Linked DNA regions of Zea mays: region 1 is linked to region 2. The links are chromatin contacts, called in public Hi-C maps. All regions are on one chromosome and are shown on one strand. The core of a region is the stretch at or near the end of the contact, and the rest is flanking DNA. Distances in the headings are between cores, read along the strand shown.

What was found. Hi-C and Micro-C count contacts between places; a contact is called where the count stands out from the background.
Region 1: a Hi-C map of ear shows a contact between it and region 2, with 3 times the contacts expected there. The contact joins two enhancer-like sites. A contact is called at or near these places in 2 of 25 Hi-C or Micro-C datasets (ear and leaf).

Annotation. Positions count from the first base shown.
Region 1 is chr8:47,677,451-47,684,490 of Zm-B73-REFERENCE-NAM-5.0, forward strand. No RefSeq gene overlaps it. Among protein-coding and RNA genes, the nearest start is that of LOC103635159, 34 kb to the left of the region's middle. Within about 2 kb of position 2,056, at least 14 of the 20 cell types and tissues checked have an H3K27ac peak or open chromatin away from gene starts, as enhancers often do. A contact at or near this core is called in ear and leaf, where this site is marked.
Region 2 is chr8:47,245,458-47,252,911 of Zm-B73-REFERENCE-NAM-5.0, forward strand. No RefSeq gene overlaps it. Among protein-coding and RNA genes, the nearest start is that of TRNAW-CCA, 130 kb to the left of the region's middle. Within about 2 kb of position 3,229, at least 18 of the 20 cell types and tissues checked have an H3K27ac peak or open chromatin away from gene starts, as enhancers often do. A contact at or near this core is called in ear and leaf, where this site is marked.

The sequences.
Region 1 (7,040 bases), core at 806-3,305, 430 kb after region 2:
GGGCTACTGTTGGGGGCCTTCGACTTCCGAAGGTCCTCAAAAACATGATTTAACAATGTTTCTGGAGTATAATACATGAACAGGTACCTTCGGACTCGGATCAGAACCACAATATGAAGAAGTACAAAGAATGCAAAGGTTGGCGCAGAACCGAAGCTATTCGCGGGGGACCTTCGGCATGATAGCAGAAAGGCAAACTGACTTAAAAGGGAAAATGCTATTTAAACCTCGATGGATTACTATAGAGTCATTAGCAAAAGTAAAGGGCATGAGTGTAATTTTACATGGGCTGCGTCCCGTGCCTATAAATAGATGAACAGTGCTCCCGTACTGTTCACGTTGACTTGGCATTTGCTTTTGCATCACGCTTGTACTCTTTATTTTCCTTCAAGCCGAAGGTACACTTGTAATAAGTTATCATTTCTATTTACTCATAGTAATAAAATAAGAATAATCCAATGATAACAAAATATTTAATTGTTCATGCTGTTTATTATACTTCATATGAATTCCTCTTCATTTTTATATGTTGTGCTTACAAAGGTATGTTCTTCGTAACCTTCGTCCGAGAGTCGTTATATCCTAAGAGAAATAATGCCCCGAAGGACGAAGGACTTTAACGTTTAACACCTTAATTCATCTCCACCCAAGTTATATCTTTAATTAGAGAATCTATTTTAGTCAGGTTATAATTATCAACAGATTAACTTTGATTTAGAAAGGTTAGAACACAAGTTAAATGAATATCTCTTTATAAAAGTCTATGATATGACACAAATATTGTAATTATTGTGTATGCAATTTTACTACGAAGTCGACACAAATTGAACGAATTAAAATAGAGTTAAAATCATGAAGTTATGATCTTTCTAAGATTGAGTCATTATTATTGTACTAGAAAGTGACTTATGCATTTATTCTTACTGATCTCACAGCTGAATGGACTAGGGGCCTGATTCCAGGAAGACTCAGGGGCTACAACGATAAAACCAGGACTTAGTTTTAACGGTTCTAGAGCTGTGCGGACCCGCAAGCAATACATAAAGAGTCCGGGGTCCCCTCTGAAAAACCACTCGACGAAGAGGTATGGGCCGACTACGGCCATTGGATCTCTAACGGAGCGTCCGAATTAGTTCGATCAATAAGTTGAATCGGTACACAGTTGTGACCCTTGGATCTGAAATCAAGAGTGTTGATTTTAAATTACAGAGATCCCCATCGGATCCGCCCGATCCAACACCAGCGGCCCGGAATCGATCCTCCTTTAGGCCTTGTTCGTTTCTGCCGGATTGATGGGTCAGAACGATTCCTGACCGGATTGCTTCTCTAATTTATATAAACTTTGATTAGCTGGAACGATTCCGGGTGCAATCCAACGGAAACGAACAAGGCCTTAAAACGAACCGATAAACAACTACGATCATCGGATCACGGATCGATGGCCCCAAATTCGCCCACGACACGTGTTGACCCCAACCCGTCATCAAGGATCCAATGGTCCATAGCCTTCTTCCCCACACTGATGCTTCAGATGAACGACACCGCCCACCAAACATGGTGGCGATACCACCAGCGCGTAGCCGTCCCTCGAGCCCGAGCTACCAACGCCCTACTAACCGCTGCTACGTGAATACGGGAACCAGGGGAGCTAGAGTTGGGGGGCTCACTGCAGTTGCAGAGGTGAGAGGGAGGCCGGTCGAAGACACCGTGTGGCACCGACCAGCAATGAAGTTAAGACCGTTCGCGGCATTCTCTGCTGATTGCCCTTGCACCAATACCTAGGTCTAGGCCACGGGCCTGCTCGACTCTGATAGCAACGACGACGAGCACTACCCTCTCACGTCGTCGGCGCTCAGTGATGCTGGGTTCAATACGCAACCGCGACGACCAGGAGGAGGGCGATGTGTTCGTGGTTCGACACTTTTATTTAACCAGGGAAATCAGAACAACTTCCCCCGTGACCGACGAGTCTGTTACAGGTCTGCGCATGGCTGGCTGTGAATTGCACACGGCGGAAAATTGGCTCGCAAGGGACCCACATGGCGGTTGCGTGGGATGAGGAAGTGGGGAGGTGGGCCAGCCGCAAGGTGATGATGTGGGCCGAGGTGAGTAGATTTGAGCCTAGATGTAGGTAGTCTTTCCCCCTTTTTCTTTATTTTCTTTTATATCTTCCTATTTTGTTTCCTAATTTTCAAATTTGGATTTCAAGTTCAAATTTGGTCTCCAATTTGCACTCAAATTTTAGTGAACAAATCGAACACCTCAGCATAAATGCAAATCCATAATTTTATTTATTTATTTTACCATATCTTTGAAAAATGATTTTGAATACACCAATTATGCTCACACAATGTATATTAAGAAACTAATCTCTAATCTTTATTATTTGTTAAAACGTATCTTAGCTTAAATTTTTTTAGAAGATATTTATAAATGTTTTATTCAATTAATTCACTCATATAGGGATCTCCTATATATTCTCCTATTTGAAAACATATTTATTCAGGTCACAGAATAAACTTTCTTAAATTATCCAAAAATATGATTTTAGGGTGTTTACACGTATGAAACTCATCTCCTTTACCTTAGCATTTTTATTTCATCTCCCTTTTTATTATAGGACTTTACAAGCATACCTTCGGCTCCTTAACACAAAGTGGCACAAATGATCTTCGAAGGCTAAGCAACACGAAGCTTTGGCCCTCGAAAAGGTGCTTTGTGCAGTGCACTGTTCATCTATTTATAGGGAAGATGAACCGCCTTTGTACAAAATTACAATCATGCCCCTTAAGGCTTTACACTTATTGTTCACAAATGTCTTTGAAGATGATACAATGCTTGATGAAGGACCTTTTGACCAAGAATTGGATGGTCGAAGGTATAGGGTTCATGATGCCGCGGGGAAAGTCATGGGTGCGACGTAGGTGGCCAAAGCATCGGTTTTGCTGAACAACTTGGATACCCTTTGGGGTCTACTATCTTCGGGGCCGGCCAAACGATTACTTGTACTGCTGCCCAGACAATATGGAAACTAAAGTATGTCGCTACATGATAGATAATATTGTTTTCTCGAAGTCGGAGGCCATGCTCTCAACCATGTCCTCCGAGGACTTTTCTGATTGCTTGGCTTACACGCATCTTAAGGTAATTTCTATTGATTTTTGTTTTTGAGCTTTGGGTTGACTTGATGGAATAATTTACTTATATTTCTCTTTTCATGTCTTACAAGGTTTGCTTCTGATGAAGACCCTGAGGAACAAGAAAAATGTTGAGGACGAAGCTGCCCTAAAGAGACAATGAAGCTTAGGTTCGAAGTGTGCAGGCTTCATTTTGATTGCGATGACAAGGAAAAATCTTTCAAGATTCTAGAGAAGGATTTCATTGAAAGTCGAACCAATGTCCAGACTATGCGCGAAGAGAAAAGTAAGCTTGAGGAAACAATGGGGAGAAAAATATCAGAGCTTGAAGCTTCTAACGCTAAAAAGGACAACCAAATTGCATCGCTTGTGGCTGAGCTGAAGCGAGGAAAAGAAGAACATGAAGTTGAAACAACAAAGATGATGCAAGCATCTGTCGAAGTAGCCGTTAATCTTAGCAGTGCTCAGGTGACAATTGATGACCTGAAAGATGAAGTGAATCTCTTGAGAGGACTCAATGAAAACTACCAAATCCTGTTAGCCAACTGTCACACCCTCGGCAACAGATGCCATAATGAGTTGTTGAAACCCTTCTCCTCGACCGAGGCTTTGTCTAAAGAAAAGAATTTATCAGTTGGTGACTTGGAGGGCCTAATGAGGTGGTTGCTCAATGAGACCCGTGCTTTTAAAAGTGTTCTCTCAGCACAAGAGGACTATTTTGTTTGGATAGGCGCCCAAAGCACTGCTTCAGTTTTCCTGAAAGCCAGGTGCAATCATCTAATGGTTTGGACTGACCCTAATTATAGTTTCTTTGGACCACATTCGAAGATCCACTATTGAAGCTTTGAAGTGGTCTAAAAAATTCTTATTTGAAAAATGGAAGTTGGGCGGAAAAGAAATAAGTATCCAAGAATCTATAAAGAACAAGGAGAACGTTTGTACTTTGTTACCTTTGTCTTTACCTTCGTGGGGCATGTACATACTAACTTCCCAAAATCTCTATAAGCACAATAGGCAGCTGAAAGAGTTGTAGATATTAGGAAGAAGCTTCAAAGCAAAAAAGCCGAAGGTATTTGACTATTCGCTTCTGTTAAATTTAGTGTACTCATGTTTTAGCAATTGCTTTAATAATCCTTGTTGTAAAGTCACCACTTCATAGGTAATAATTGAAGTGAAACATACTAAAGCCGAAGCAAAAGATGCTACTGTTGAAGCCAAATCAATCTCTGCCAGAGCTGCAAAAAAAGCCATAGATGATGTTATCCTCAAGATTTGCGAGCAAATTTATGACGAAGTAATGCAAGGCAACACAGAGAATTGATTATATAATGTGAGAAATAGTGATTGTTTGTTGTAATATTTTTGGTGGTGCTAGGTGTCTAAATGCTTTTGAGATTTTTTTCAAATGATATGTAATATTTGTATCTCTTCTATTTTTGCTTCTTTGCCTTTCTTTTGTGATGTGTGAAATTTTTATTCAACATGTGTTTTTGAGCCGAAGGCAAAAAACACCTTTCCTTCTTTTCACACATTACAAAGGAAATCATAGTTCTGCATTCCCTTAAGAACGTCTTTAGAGTTTTTATGCTATTAGTTAGGTGAAATGAATTGTACCTCTGCATTCCCTTAGGAACGACTTCGGAGCTTTTTCACTGTTACTTGGGTGAAATGACACGTAGCTTTGGATTCCCTTAGAAACGACTTCAGAGCTTTTTCACTATTACTTGGGTGAAATGGCATGTAGCTCTGCATTACCTTAGGAACAACTTCAGAGCTTTTTCACCGTTACTTAGGTGAAATGAATCGTAGGTCCGCATTCCCTTAGGAATGACTTTGGAGCTTTTTCGCTGTTACTTAGGTGAAATGAAACGTAGCTCTGCATTCCCTTAGGAACGACTTCGAAGCTTTTTCACCATTACTTAGGTGAAACGAAACATAGCTCAGCATTCCCTTTGGAACGACTTCGAAGCTTCTTCACCATTACTTACCCGAACATTCAATTGTAATATTTTTGTCATTGCACTTGAAGGTGCCAGATCATTATTATATTGATTTGCATGATATAGGAAAAGTCTTGTGAAAGTAAATGTAGATAGACAATAATGACTTCTTGATAGCTTTGGGCTCACTTACCTAGCCGCTTGGGGTCTAATATATGTGCTTCGTCTCTGGGACCATATTGTTGACAGTACAAGTTTTAGATCCCTCCCTTCTATCCCTTTGCTGCAAGTCTTGCCTTGGGAACATAGGTTGGCTAGCAGGCACTTGGTCATAAGAAGGTGATCCTAGGACGAAGGAAGCAGATGGTGACCACACACTCATTGTTGGGTTACTTGAGGCATTTTGAGGCCGGTGGCACTCTTAACCTTGGCTCATGTGACTGAGGCTGGACATACTGTGCGATGTAAGGTAAATAGTATGAGGCTGTACTGAACACCTCTTTTGACTAGGAGGGTTGAGTGGCTAATGAACCAAGCTCCTTCTGCTTGCTGATGGTGTGATGGCATGTTCTTGTGGTGTGGCATTTGTCCTCGCTACAAAACAAGCAGAATGGTTTCCTTGGAGGTGCATTTAATCTACCACCAAGACTTCAACATCCCCTTCCTCATATCGGAGCAGGTGGACGAAACGTGTTGTGTGAAGGTTGTTGCTAAGAGCTTGACTGTTGCTGGCCCGACTGACCCTGAAACTGGGTCACCTTTTTCTCACCCTGCACCGGGTTATGGATACTTCGGAAATGCCTTGGATGAAACCTTCCTCTGAAGCCCTTGGCGACTTCGATGTATCTATGAAATTCCTCCCTTCTTTGGCGGAAATCATTGTCAACCCTTATGTACTCGTCCATTTTTTGCAACCTTTTTTCAAGGATTGAGGAGGCTTCCTTGCAAAATACTGAGCAGCTGGTCCTAGCCTGAGCCCCTTGACCATGGCTTCGATGACGATTTCATCCTGGACCGCCGGAGCTTGGGCCTGAAGCTTGAGAAACCTTCAGACAAATGACTGAAGGTGCTCATCTAGCTCCTGGATACGCTAAAACAAAGATTGTGCAGTAATTGGCTTCGATTGAAAACCCTAGAAGCTGGTGAGAAGAAATTCCTTGAGCTTCGACCATGAATTGATAGTCCTTAGCCGAAGAGATGAGTACCAAGTCTGGGCCACACTTTGGACCACCATGATGAAGGACTTCACCATGACTGCTGAGTTATACCATAAAGAATATGGTAGTTTCGTAACTCATGAGGAACTACTTCAGGTCGGTCAGGCCATCATAGATACGCAGTGTAGTAGGCCTATACAGTGGTGGCCATGGTGTGGCCTGTAATTCTGGTGTCAGTGGGGAAGCTTCGTATAGAGGAAATCTTGAAAATTGAATTCTTCATGACAAAGGTTGTCATGATTGTGACCGACATGATCTTGGTCCTTGTATTTGTACATGTTTTCGTGTGCTTTGATGTTGCGCATCTCTTTAGTTGCTTTGTCAATCTTCCTCTGAAGCTCAAAAAACAAAGCATTTTCTCCTTATGCTTCCTCGACTTGTTGATGGATGAGTTTGAGGTTGTTGATCTCCTCATCAAGCTCCTCTTCTCGAGGTGTTGGGCTAGTGGCCTTCTTCTTCTTATTATTCCTTGCTTCTCTGATGAGAGCTTCATTCCCTTGATTAGGATCAAGGGGTGCAAGGATAGAGCTAGTTGCCATTGTTTTCTTTAGTGGCATGGTGTATGCTGATGTGGTTGTGGAATCACCGGAGGTGGGGTGCAAATGTTGGATACTTGATTTCAATCCTCTGAAGGCATTGAAAATTAAGGCAACACAAGTTAAATATGAGGACCTTCGTCCCTTTTGAGGTGTTAATGTGAAGGACGAAGGTCTTTAAAAGGAAATGTAAATGAAATGATGTAGAAT
Region 2 (7,454 bases), core at 1,979-4,478:
CCTCTCACGCCCGTCTCCCTCCGGCTGCCTCCCCCCTTCTCGCTCCGTCTCGCGCCGACCCATCTGGGCTGGGGCACGCGGCGATAATTTACTCATCGGTCCAGGGACCCCCCGGGTTCGAAACGCCGACAGTTGGCGCGCCAGGTAGGGGCTTGCTGCGTGTTGACGAACAGCTTCCCGTCAAGCTCTAGATGGGCAGTCTCCAGCAACCTTTCCAGCCCAGGACGGTGCTCCGTTTCGGGAGTTTTAGTTCATGTCCCTCGACGGCAGCTACGACATGATACTCCTTCCCCCACCGTGCGACAGCGACAATGGCGGCCGACAGCCCGCCCGCCGGCGGCGGAATCGACGACGTCTTCCCCGCGTGGTGGAAGAACAACATTCGAGCTCGCCCCGTCCCCTCCCCCACCGACGGAGGAGGAGGCGGGGCAACCAAGGCCAAGCAGGAGGCGGCACCTCGTCGGCTGTCGAGCGAGTCGACGGCGCCGACGCCCCAACGGGGGGCACGTCGGGCATCAACCCCGCGTCTGAGACGAAGACAAGCACCGTCTCCCCGCAACACGCCAACCCCAAGCAAACGAACGACGCCAGCACGCTCGCGAAGGACTTGCTGGGCGTCACCCTCGTACCTGAGACGACGGTGCAGTCAGTCCCTAACGTGACTTCGTCACCGCCCGTCGACCAAGAGGTACCAACCGATTCCCGTCTCACGCCTTTTGGATTCAGCCTCGACCCGCCAAGCGACTTCGCTTTGGTGGACACTCTCGTAGAGGCGAGTCCAAACCCTCTGGGGTATCGTATGCGGTCACCCTGGGACCGGCTGACGAACGTCTCGACCTACGGGCCCTCGAGGTCCGAGGAAGATGACGAGCCCGACTTCTGTTGGGATTTCTCCGGACTTGGTAACCCCAGCGCTATGCGGGACTTTATGACCGCGTGTGACTACTGCCTTTCCGACTGTTCCGACGGTAGCCGCAGCCTCGGCGACAAGGAGTGCGGCCCAAGTCGTGAATGTTTCCACGTCGATCTAGGGGGTCCCTCCGAAGGCAACCATCTTGGTATTCCGGAGAACGGTGATCTCCCTAGGCCTGTGCCTCGCGTTGACATCCTACGGGAGCTAGCTGTGGTCCCCGTTCCGGCGGGGGGTCATGACCCACAGCTTGAACAAATCCGCGGCGTGCAGGCCAGACTCGACGAGGGAGCAGGAACACTTGAGCCGATCCGCCGGGACGTCGGGCAGGAATGGGCGGGCCAACCTCTGGCCGGAGAAGTGCGTCATCTACCCTAGGGTATCCAGCACCGCATCGCCGACGATGTCAGGGTAAGGCCGCCACCCACTTCCAGTGGAGTCGGCCAGAACCTGGCTGCAGCGGCAATGCTTCTCCGCGCCATGCCGGACCCATAAACCACCGAGGGGCGGCGAATTCAGGGAGAGCTCAAGAATCTCCTGGAGGACGCCGTGGTCCGACGGGCCGAAAGCTCCGCCTCCCGAAGGTAGGGGTACCCCTCGGAACATCGCGCCGTGACTTCCCGATTCATGCGGGAAGCCTCGGTCCACACCGGGCGCACGCGCAACACAGCGCCTACGGCCCCGGGTCGCCTCGGCAACGAGCACCACCACCGTAACCGTCGGGCCCACCTCGATGAGAGGGTGCGCCGAGGCTACCACCCCAGGCGTGGGGGACGCTATGACAGCGGGGAGGATCGGAGTCCCTCGCCCGAACCACCCGGTCCGCAGGCTTTCAGCCGCGCCATACGACGAGCGTCGTTCCCGACCCGGTTCTGAACCCCGACTACTATCACAAAGTACTCGGGGGAGACGAGACCGGAACTGTGGCTCGCGGACTACCGGTTGGCCTGCCAACTGGGTGGAACGGACGATGACAACCTCATCATCCGCAACCTCCCCCTGTTCCTCTCCGACACCGCTCGCGCCTGGTTGGAGCACCTGCCTCCGGGGCAGATCTCCAACTGGGACGACCTGGTCCAAGCCTTCGCCGGCAATTTCCAGGGCACGTACATGCGCCCTGGGAACTCCTGGGATCTCCGAAGCTGCCGACAGCAGCCAGGAGAGTCTCTCCGGGACTACATCCGACGATTCTCGAAGCAGCGCACTGAGCTGCCCAACATCACCGATTCAGATGCCATCGGCGCGTTCCTCGCCGGCACCACCTGCCGCGACCTGGTGAGCAAGCTGGGTCGCAAGACCCCCACCAGGGCGAGAGAGCTGATGGACATCGCCACCAAGTTCGCCTCTGGCCAGGAGGCGGTTGAGGCCATCTTCCAGAAGGACAAGCAGCCCCAGGGCCGCGCACCAGAAGATGTCCCTGAGGCGTCAACTCAGCGCGGCGCCAAGAAGAAAGGCAAGAAGAAGTCGCAAGCGAAACGCGACGCCACCGACGCGGACCTTGTCGCCGCCGCCGAGTACAATCACATGATATGCCAATGCTTATGATGTCATGCTCAAGTTTTAGTGGCAGTAACACCAGGGGTGTTACAGCTATGAGGTCATGGGTTCGAGAACCACAAAAATCGGAGTTACCGTTATAAAGTTATGAATTTTCGAAGGTTTACGTGTTTTAAACAGGAAAACTATGTCCTATGTTGATTATTATAAATCATGTGAGAAAGATATTCCTAAGAAAATCATTAATTTAATTTTAATTCAAGTTATAACTTGATTAGAAAGCATATTTTAGTCAAATTATAACTAGGGACTGAAAACATTACTTTAATTTTAATTAGAGAAGTTAATCAGATGAACATAGGGTAAACACATTATTTAAAAACATGTTACATGATAAAAATAAGGTTACCAAAGGGTAGATATTTTATTACGAAGCTAACACAACTTGAACAGGGAAAATCGGAGCAGAAACGAAGAAGATATGACTTTCCTAAGGTTTTACATTTATTTTTACACTTAAAACTATTTTTTTCCAGATTTCTTTTAAGCTTCGCGGACTGCGCCCACTATTCTCTAGAATCTCAGGGGGTCAAATGCAAATTCCAGGACCCATTGGTGATGGTTCTTTCATTGCCGTGGACTGCGGGATAAATCTGTAAAACTACGAGGGTTTCTTAATAAGATAGCCATGACTGGCACATGCGCGTGACTTTTGGCCCTCAGATCCTCATCAGACGGCTAGAGTTAAACCCGAACAGGTATGCACCCGCGGTCGACCGATCACGATCCGAAGGTTCAGATTTTAAAGTGATGCGAGCGAATCTGGTGCGTACATCAAAGATGAACGGTCACGATTCTATTAGATGAAAGGGTACGCCTATGACCTAATCTGGGTCGTTCATTGAATCAAGGGTCACCGCACCGCCCCCAACCACACCCTGGCTGCCAGGCACCACCCAGAGATGGCGGCACCGCCGCGCGGCGAGGTACGCCGGTGAACGGCCGAATCAAAGCCGCGGCGCAAAAATTGGTCACGGGTGGGCGCAACACACCGAGGAGGGTCATCCGAATTGATTAAATAGCTTATCACCAGTAATGGAGGCAGCAACAGGGTTGCCCACGGCGTCACGCGGATCCGCAGCGGTGTTTGGTCGACGACGAGCAATCTCGCGATTGTCGATCCATTGCGCGCCCAGCAAGATTCTCACCGGTTGCAGAGGGCGCGACGATCCGGAAATCAGAGTTTTCATCGCGCGGCGCAACCATCCTTCACTCACCCATCAATGGCGCTCCGGGATGCACGGTGCCCATGGTCGCAGAACCCATGGTGACTAGAGGGATGGCTCGATTGATGAAAGGCTTAGGTTTTTATAGTGCGACGAAGTTCGGATTTGATCCATCATCCAGAATTGCGCGCGCGGATATCGTGGCGGAGATCGCGGCGCCCCCAAGTGGTTGTTACCGCTCCCACTTCTGATCCATGGGGGGGGGGGGGGGGGGGGAATAGAGCTAGCACAGGGTCCTCCCGGCAGCGCCTGAACATGGATCGCCCGCATGGCAGAGAAGGTCATGCCACGCGTGCGAGCCGAGTAGAACCTTCCTTGTCGCGTGAGTGTACTCTGTGGGGAAGACGTTCCTGACGAGTCGGCCCCACGAGCCAGCTACACCAGGGTCTGAGAGATCCCTCCCGTGACCATGCTGTGCTGGGCTGCCACGACGGGCCCACCCAACAGCGTCAGGCGCACGCCAGCGGGAAGCAAAAGATTGGCCACTAGCCCACTAGGCCCATGGTGTAAGCGCGCGCGGCGTGGGGAAAATGGAGGAGTGGGCCTCCAGGGAGGTTTCAGCCCAAGTGCTTTTGTTCTCTTTTTTTTCTAACTTTATTTCCTGTTTTGTTTCTCCTTTTTATTTTAAACCTAAAATTTGAATTCAAATCTTGTTGCGAATTTGTACTAAAATTTGAATGTATGTTTTGAACATGCCATTATGGGATGGGTTTCTTTTCTTGTAAATCTATTTTGTCTTTCATAATATCTCTCTCTTTCTTTTTTTTCTGTATTATTTCCAATTCCCTAAATTGTACTTTTTGGTTAAATCTAAATTATCAAACTATTATCATATTTTCATTAGTATTGTTTTATTATTAAATGCACAAACAAACAAAACCTCAACATGATACAAATTTTATTGAGGTATTATTTATTTTAAACATGTCTCCTAATAATTCTTAAGAATGAGAAGGCATTACACATAAATTTTTATTCCTCTATTTTCTAAAGTTGGGTATTATAGCCCCAGTGCTATTTGTGGAGAAGAAGGACGGAACAAAAATGATGTGCATTGATTACAAATCTTTGAATGAAGTCATTGTCAAAAACAAGTACCCTCTGCCAAGAATTGAAGACTTATTCGACCAGTTGAGAGAAGCCAGTGCATTCTCAAAGATAGATCTGAGGTCAGGTTACCATCAGCTCAGGATCCGACCCTCGGATATATCAAAGACAACATTTATCACCAAGTATGGGTTGTATGAGTTCACAGTCATGTCATTCAGCCTGACGAATGCGCCAGCTTATTTCATGTACTTGGTGAACAGTGTGTTCATGGACTACCTCGTCAAGTTCATAGTGGTGTTCATTGATGATATCCTTATATATTCCCAGAATGAACAAGAGCATGAAGAGCATTTGAGAAAGGTACTGCAAAGGCTACGAGATTGTCAACTGTACGCCAAGCTTAGCAAGTGCGAGTTCTGGATCAGCGAAGTCCTGTTCTTGGGGCATATTATAAACTGAGATGGATTAGCTGTAGATCCAAAGAAGGTAGCAGCGATTCTGGTCTGGAAAGCACCGAAAGATGTCCGAAGAATCAAGAGTTTCATCAGAATGGCCGGTTACTATCAGCGTTTCATTGAAGGTTTCTTCAAGATTGCCAGGCTAATGACAGCATTATTGGCAAAGAAGGTTGAGTTCAAATGGACCCCAGCGTGCCAAGAATCATTTGAGACGTTGAAGAAGAAGTTGACATCAGCGCCGGTATTGATTCTGAAAAATGTTCACAAGCCATTCTCAGTATATTGTGATGCTTCATACACCGGACTGGGATGTGTATCGATGTAGGAAGGGAAAATAGTGGCATACTCGTCCCGCTAGCTGAAGATTCATGAGAAGAATTATCCCACTCATGATCTGGAGCTAGCAGCAGTGGTTCATGCACTGAAGACCCGGAGACACTATTTGTATGGGCAGAATTGTGATATCTACACGGATCACAAGAGTCTTAAGTACATATTCACTCAGTCAGAGCTAAACATGAGGCAGCGAAGATGGCTAGAGTTGATCAAAGATTATGAGCTGGAGATACATTATCATCCAGACAAAGCAAATGTGGTTGCAGCTGCTTTGGGCAGAAAGAGTCAAGTTAATATGTTGGCTGCTCACCCGATGTCGTACGAGCTAGCAAAGGAATTCAACAGGCTGAGTCTCGGATTTTTGAACAACACTCAAGGAGTGACAGTTGAGCCGGAACCCACTATAGAGCAAAATATCAGGAAAGGTCAGAAAGATGATGAGAAGATCAACGAGATCCGGCAGCTGATCATAGATGGGAAAGGTCCAGATTTCCGTGAAGACGCAGAAGGAGTGATATAGTTCAAGGATAGACTGTGTGTTCCCGACATCAAATCGATCCGGGAACTGATTCTCAAGGAAGCTCATAAGACAGCATATTCTATATACCCTCGTAGCGAGAAGATGTACCAAGACCTAAAGAAAATATTCTGGTGGTATGGTATGAAAAGGGAGATAGCAGAGTACGTTGCCAGATGCGACAGTTGTCAGAGAATCAAGGCAGAACATCAGAGGCCCAAAGGTTTGTTGTAGCCGTTGCAGATTCCTTAGTGGAAATGGGATGAGATTGGGATGAACTTTATAGTCGGTCTGCCCCGCACTCGAGCTGGTTATGACTCCATCTGGGTAGTAGTGGACCGTTTAACAAAGGTGACCCATTTCATACCAGTCAAGACCACCTATAACAGTGCAGTGTTGGCAGAATTATTTATGTCTCGGATTGTGTGCTTGCATGCTGTTCCAAAGAAGTTAGTATTAGATAGAGGCACCTAGTTTATTTCTCATTTTGGCAGCAGTTGCATGAAGAGTTGGGCACACATTTGAAGTTCAGTTCAGCTTATCACCCGCAGACAGATGGTCAAAAAGAGAGAACCAACCAGATTCTTGAAGACATGTTGAGAGCTTGTGCTTTGCAAGACAAGTTAGGTTGGGACAAGAGGCTATCGTATGCAGAATTCTCCTACAACAACAGCTACCAAGTCAGTCTAAAGATGACACCATTCCAAGCACTCTATGGAAGGAATTGCAGAACTCCATTGCATTGGGACAAACCCGGTGAAAGGCAGGTGTACGGTCTAGATATTCTACTTGAAGCTGAAGAGAACATCAGAATGGTTCAAGAGAATCTGAAGACAGCGGAGTCCAGATAGCGAAGCTATGCTGACACCCGAAGAAGAGAACTGAGTTTTGAAGTGGGAGATTATGTCTACTTGAAAGTGTCACTGATCAGAGGAATCAAAAGGTACAGAGTCAAAGGCAAGCTAGCACCACGATACATCGGACCGTACCAGATTCAAGCAAGACGCGAAGATGTGGCATATCAACTCAGCTTACTAGAAAATCTATCAGTCATGCATGACGTGTTCCATGTGTCTCAGCTGAAGAAATGTTTGTGAGTCCCAGAAGAGTAGTTGCCAATAGAGGACCTTGAAGTTCAAGAAGATATGACATATATTGAGAAGCCAACTCAGATTCTAGAGACAGTAGACTGGGTCACTCGGAGAAGCACCATCTGGATGTGCAAAGTTAGATGGGGCCATCACTTAGAAGAAGAAGGAACATGGGAAAGAGAAGATGATTTGAAAGCCAAGTACCCTGAACTCTTTGCTAGCCAACGCTGAATCTCGAGGGCGAGATTCTTTTTAAGGGGGATAGGTCTGTAACACCCTGAATTTGGAGGAATAGAATTTCTTTCTAAG